2 separate regions of the Canis lupus genome follow, and region 1 is linked to region 2. The links are chromatin contacts, called in public Hi-C maps. All regions are on one chromosome and are shown on one strand. The core of a region is the stretch at or near the end of the contact, and the rest is flanking DNA. Distances in the headings are between cores, read along the strand shown.

Region 1 (2,899 bases), core at 399-2,898, 96 kb after region 2:
AAATAGCTGTTTTCTGTTTATCTAGCTGTCCACAGCCTGGGGGTGGGAACGACGACAACACCCGACAACACCCAAACCCCACAGATCCGCCACTCAGTATCAAAACTGTAACTGAGACCAGTTACTGCTAAGTGGATAAATTAAAATGAAACTAAAAGTCTGGCCAGATCGGCAACAGGGAGTCTCACGGGGTCTACTAACTCCATTCCTCCCCCCAAGCGCTCCCGCCAGGGTGACATCCTTCGACCGAGCCCAGGGCCTGGAGCGGGCGGGATCCCCTCCCAGCCTGCGGGAAGCGCGGGGAACCCACATGCTGGTGTGTCATTTGGAGGCGGGCGAATGCGGAGGCGAGCGGCGCAAGACGCTCGCCGGCTTCCCAGGCCAATAAACAATGCCATTCCGGCTCCTGCTCCTGCAGCAGTCGATAGGAACAGCCCCTCGTCTCCGCCATCCAACAATTCAACAAACATTTGTTCCTGTTGAACCACCGTCGGCCCGGCCCCATCTGCGCCCGCCGCGGCAAGGCGAGGCGGCGGCAAGGCGAGGCGGCGGCGGCGGCGGCCGGGCCCTGCCCCGGGGTCGGGGGCCCGGGGTGCAGCACCCCCGAGGGGCCGCCCGCCCGCCCGCCCGCCGCCGCCGCCGGGTCCGCGGGCTGCAGCGCACCGAAGGCTCGGAGTGTGGCCTATAGGAGGCGGAATCCCATTCATCAAACGCCGCAAAGCGCTGTTCTTTGTTCACCATCGGACCAAGTACAGTGCGTGCGAACGAGCCCGGCGGCCGGACGCGGGCAGCCCGGCCCCGGGGGGCTCCCGGGGCGACCGGCCCGAGCAGCAGAGCGCGCCCCGCCGCCGCCTCGCCGCCCCCTCGCCGCCCCGGCCCGCGCCGCCAGCGTGGTCCCCCGGGACGCCCCGGGGAGCAACTCCGGGGAGCAACTCCGGGGGTCCTGCCCGCGCCTCGCCCCGCGCGCCCCGGCCCCGCCAGCAGGCACTCCCGGCGGGAAAGGAAGGGGAGGCGAGCAGCGCCCGTGCAGCGCGGCCCTGCTCGCCATGTGCGAAGCCGCGCCGGCGCCCCCCGCTCCGCCCGCCCCGCACCCCGCACCCCGCCCCCGCGGCCGCCCCGCCGGCCGCCCCCGCCCCGGGCCAGGCGCCCCCCCCCCCCACCCCGCCCCGGCCCGTCCAGGAGCCGCGGGGCCCGCCGCCGCGCGCCCGCATCCCGGGGGTGCCGGACGCAAACTTCCGCGAACAAAAGAGTTGTCTGCAAACGGTGCGGGAACTTCGGGGCGCCGGGGTCCCCGGGTCCCGGCGCGGGGGAGCGCGGAGCCCGCGGAGGCAGGACCGCGCCCCGCCGCGCCCCCGGCTGCGCTGACAAGTCTCGCGCCCGCCCCGGGCCGACGCTCAGCGCCCCGAGAAGCCGCCCGACCCCACGCGAAACCAGGCAGGGGGGAAGAAAAGAAAAGAAAAGAAAAGAAAAAAAAAAAAAGGAAAGCGGCGACACTTCCAAGTAACAAAATGAGCATCCTGGCACGCAGGGCCAGCACGGCCGCCGGGGTCCCGCGCGCCGCCCGGTCGCTTACTGTGCGCGGCGGGGTCGCCTGGGGTCCGCGCTGCCGCCGCCGCCGCCGCCGCCACCGCCACGGCCGCCGCGCACGCTCTCCCGCCGGCGCCGAGCGCTTTGTACCGAGCGGCTCCCCGGGAGGAGGAAATCGACTTGTCACTTCCTGAACTGTTCGCAACTCGTCCCTTTCACCGGCCCCGGCCGGGCCGCCCGCGCCCGCCGCGCCCGCCGCCGCCGTGGGGCCGGCCGCCCGCAAGGCGTGTGTCCGGGTCGGGCGCTCCGCGGGCGGCGTGGCGGGGCCCGGGCGGCCGCGGGGCTGGCGGCGGCGGCGGCGTGCAGGGGCCGGGCGTGCAGGGGCCGGGCGTGCAGGGGCCGGGCGTGCAGGGCCGGCGTGCAGGGGCCGGGCGGCGGCGGCGGCGGCGGCGGGCGCGGGTGCAGTGCGCGCAGCCGCCGGTGGGCGGGGAGTGGGGGGGTCGCGGCGCGCCGCCGGCGGGGCTGGAGGCCGTCCTGCGAGCCGAGCCGAGCCGCGCCGCGCCGCCCGCCGCCCGCCGAGCCCGCGCCTGCGAGGCCCCGGGACGCGGGAAGGGCACGCGGGAAGGGGCCCCGGGCCGGCCGGGCCGCGCCGCGCCGCACCGCCCGGGCCCGGAGCCAGGGGTCCCGCGGCCGCCCCCGCCCCCGCCCCCCGCAGGAGCCGGGGCACAAAACCCCGGGCCGGGCCGGGCCGCGTGGACTTCGGACGCCCAGCTTCCGGGTTGTGGGGTTTTGAGGTTTGTCGGCGGCGTGCCGGGCGGCAGCGAGGGGGGCTGTGCGAGCCTTGTCACACTTTGGGAAAATAAAGCGCTAGTTTCCCAACTAGAGGCGCTGGTCGAAATAAAGGAATGTGTACTTCAGAAGCCACATGCAAAATATATGCAACTGGTGAAGGAAGGATTTGTGGTTGCTAAGCAGACGCAGAGCATGTTTCGTTCTGTAACTTAGGATGTTGACTTAAGTTCAGGAATGTAACCCTGATAGAATAAGCAGAGTATTTTCATTGTACTGCTCACCTGGGGGAGGGGGATTGTTTCCCTTGTGAAGCGAAGCCCTAGATTTCCCATCACTCCGTCCTACCAGTGTATGTTATTTTATTGACCTTGTATCCAAAGAGATTTTTAAAGAGAAGGTTTTTTTCTTTTCTTTTTTTTTTTTTTAAAGAACTCCCCTATGCCTGTTTTGTGTTCTCCTTTGCCAAAAAAACAAAACACCTCATTACTTTACATGGATTGTGTCTGCCCCATTTGAATGGGTCTATTCATAAATCAGGAAACTTTTTCTGTTGCTTCTAGGAACATTTAATTGGTTTTAA
Region 2 (2,964 bases), core at 432-2,931:
GGAGCCAGCCCGCTGGGTGTCTGCCGGGGAGCAGTGGTTGCTGGGACCCTTCTCCCTGGCTGTGCCGTGTCCTGAGCACAGTGCCCACACAAAGCTGCCTTTAGTATTGACCTGGGACAAAACATGCCTCCCCGAGGCACACCCCTTCTCAGACAAGAGGCGAGGCAGAGCCAGCCCTCCAGACAGGCCCGCCTGGCTCTTCCTCCCTCCTGTTAGGGCTGCTCCCCCGCCCCCTTTTCAATCTACCTTTGCAGATCTCTTTGTGTTACACATCTTTACACATCTTTGGAGCTACCTCCAATCCCTCTAGGAAGACGGGCATAAAGAAACCCAGCTAACAAGTCAGGATGATCAGCCCTGGTACCATCCTGGCCAGAGCTTTCCAGAGCCTTGCAGCCGCTCTGCTGGAAGCTGCTGGGCCCAGGGCTCTGGCTAAGCAGAGGCATTTCCTCCCCAAACAGACACTTTCACGAGAACAGAACTCTCCAAGTATCAAGAAAACACCAGGCCACGAGAATGGCTAGCGGCCTGGAAATTTTCTAAGTCTCATTTATGCTGGAAGTTGGCACAGAAACCACCAAGGAGGCAAGACATGAGGTTTCCTGGGGTGGGTGGTTGTTTTTTGTTTTTGTTTTTGTTTTTGTTTTTGTTTTTTTAATATCTCAGAGAAGAGAAAAAGGTACCAGCACATGTTGGGCCTAACTTGAATCCATCTCTGGCTAATCTGAATTTTGCATGAAGGCCAGCTCTCTCACAGGAGGCCCCGGGTGGGGGTGCTGCTTCTCCCAAGGCTGCCCTGGGCCAGAGTGTGGGTGGGTCTGGTGACAGGCAGGGGCTGGAGATGGCTGGGCACTGGGGGCGCGAGCTGGCCCACACTGGAGGCTGCTGTTTGGGGCCCTGTGGTGGCTGGCCCTCTGCTCTGGGCACCTAATTCACCATGCCCCTGCCACAGCCAAGCTCCTCTTCCTGCACGGGGTGGGTCAGCTGCTCGCCCAGGCCTGTGTCAAGGCCCAGCCCATTTTTGTGAAATGCTTACCTTTGGACTGACTGCACAAGAGGCAGCCTTTTAGGGCCTGGACTGCTTTTCTACCCACAGGAACAAGGGAAACCCTATCAGACAGGCCTAAAAAGAGGAAATAAAGTTGCCCCAAGGGGAGCCTCTGAGTCCCGGTGAGCACTGCTGACTTGGCCCTGGCTCCCTGGGGCTCTTCCCCAGGTCACAGGTTCTAGAATCAAACAGCCCAGGGGGCCAGGGACTATCTTCTGGACATGATACTGGCTCTGGGCAATTACTAGGAAGTCCCTGGCTTCCTGTGCCACTGCTTCCTCAACTTACTTCTGCGGAGGCCACAAATGTTTACTGAGCACCTCTTTACCTGGCAAAACCCAGCTCTGCATCATCCTCTCTGAAAGCCAGCCGCGAGCCTGTGTGCACCCTGCCTGGCCCCACGTGGCCCTGACCCTACACACCACTGCCTGGCTGGGGGCGGCTCATAGGAGGTGCTCAGTGCAGCCTGGGGGGATGAGAAGGAAGGACTCACCTGGTTAGTTAGCCTGCCTGGCTCGGCCTTGTGCCAAGGAACAGGCCTTGGTGGCCCAGAGCCCTGCCAGCCCTCTGAATGGTGTCCCCCAGGCCACACTGTGGCAGACACCGTTTCTGCACCAGGACCCCCCCACCCCCCGGGGGGGCAGATGGCCTGCCTGGACACAGAAGGTGTGCAAGCCTGTGCCAAAGGGCCTTCCAGCACTCTGGCAATCAGAAAACAAACATTTTGTTTCTGTGGCGTGCACCCCAGCCAGCACACACTCAGGACAGGACTTGTGAAACCACCTCGCTCTCGGGTTGGTGTAAGGAGAATTCCTTGCCTAACAAAAGTCAAGGGACCTTTCCAAAGCACACAGGGCTCTGGCAGGGGGCCAAGGCTAACGTGCTGTGCTGCCGGGAGGCACGCGGTGTCGGGGGGCAGCTGCTATAGCAGAACTGGGGGCGCAGAAGGAGGGGCCCTCGAGGGCGTGGTGGGCACTGGGTTCTGTACAGCTGCCTGGAGCTGGGTGCTCTGAGGGCCACATGAGGGCACAGGGAGCCAGGACTACAAAGCATCGGGGCCCTTGCAGCTCCATGTCTCTGTTCCAGGTAGTGGCTTCCAGAGAAAGAGGATCCTTTTAGGAAAAATGAGCAAATCGTGAACCAGTTTAACAACTGCATTTTGGAGACTGGCAGACTGAGGTCAAGACCAGGGATGAGACCTGCCCCAAATCGCAAGGCTAGTTGATGTGCAACCAGACCTCTGACTTGCAGGCTGTGCTCAGGAGAGCATCTGATCCTCAGGCAGGATGGCGGCCCTGAGAAGGCTAGACAACCCCAGACTGGAATCCCGGCTCCCCTGTGCCCTCTGCGGGACCTTGGCAGATCATTAAACTTCTGAGCCTCAGTTCCACATTTGTACCACGAGGCTAAGAAGAGCCCCGAAGTCACAGCACTGTCTGGAGAACTGATTGCAGTGAGAGCACCAAGGAGCCAGTGAAGGTGCCTGGCAAACCTGAGCTCCTCCCGCCACCCCCTGCCCCTCACTGTGCTCAGGTGCAGGCGATGTGCCCAGGGCACTCTGGGGACACAGCACTGCACAGCCAAGGGGTCGGGGGGCTCGGCTTTTGGGAAAGAATCTACCCTCCAGGTTGGTCAAATCCAAATGCGCTTTTTAAATCCAGATCTGCTTTCAAGAGCAAGGAGACAAGGCAGTGACTCAAAAAGTAAAATCTCTAGGAATAGAACTATAAGAAGTAGCAAAAATGATATGAAGAAAACCATAAAGAACACAAATAGAATAACATGGTATGTTGCAGACCGGAAGACTCGACCTCAAAAAGGCATAAATTCTCCCCAAGTTAATTCCTAAACTGAACACAATCCCAATCTAAAACATCAATGGCATCCCCCTCACACCACCGTCTCCAAACGAAGTG

The links. A called contact is a pair of places that touch in the nucleus more often than the background predicts.
Region 1: a Hi-C map of blood shows a contact between it and region 2, with 3 times the contacts expected there. The contact joins the promoter of FAM53B here to the enhancer-like site in region 2. A contact is called at or near these places in 2 of 9 Hi-C or Micro-C datasets (amygdala and blood).

What each region holds. Positions count from the first base shown.
Region 1 is chr28:34,419,734-34,422,632 of UU_Cfam_GSD_1.0, forward strand. FAM53B (protein FAM53B) reads right to left here and starts at 1,649. Exons shown (of 5, transcript XM_038579035.1): 1 at 1,574-1,649.
Region 2 is chr28:34,324,095-34,327,058 of UU_Cfam_GSD_1.0, forward strand. All of the region lies in intron 4 of FAM53B (protein FAM53B), which reads right to left. Among named protein-coding and RNA genes, the nearest start is that of FAM53B, 96 kb to the right of the region's middle. Within about 2 kb of position 1,682, at least 7 of the 20 cell types and tissues checked have an H3K27ac peak or open chromatin away from gene starts, as enhancers often do. A contact at or near this core is called in blood, where this site is marked.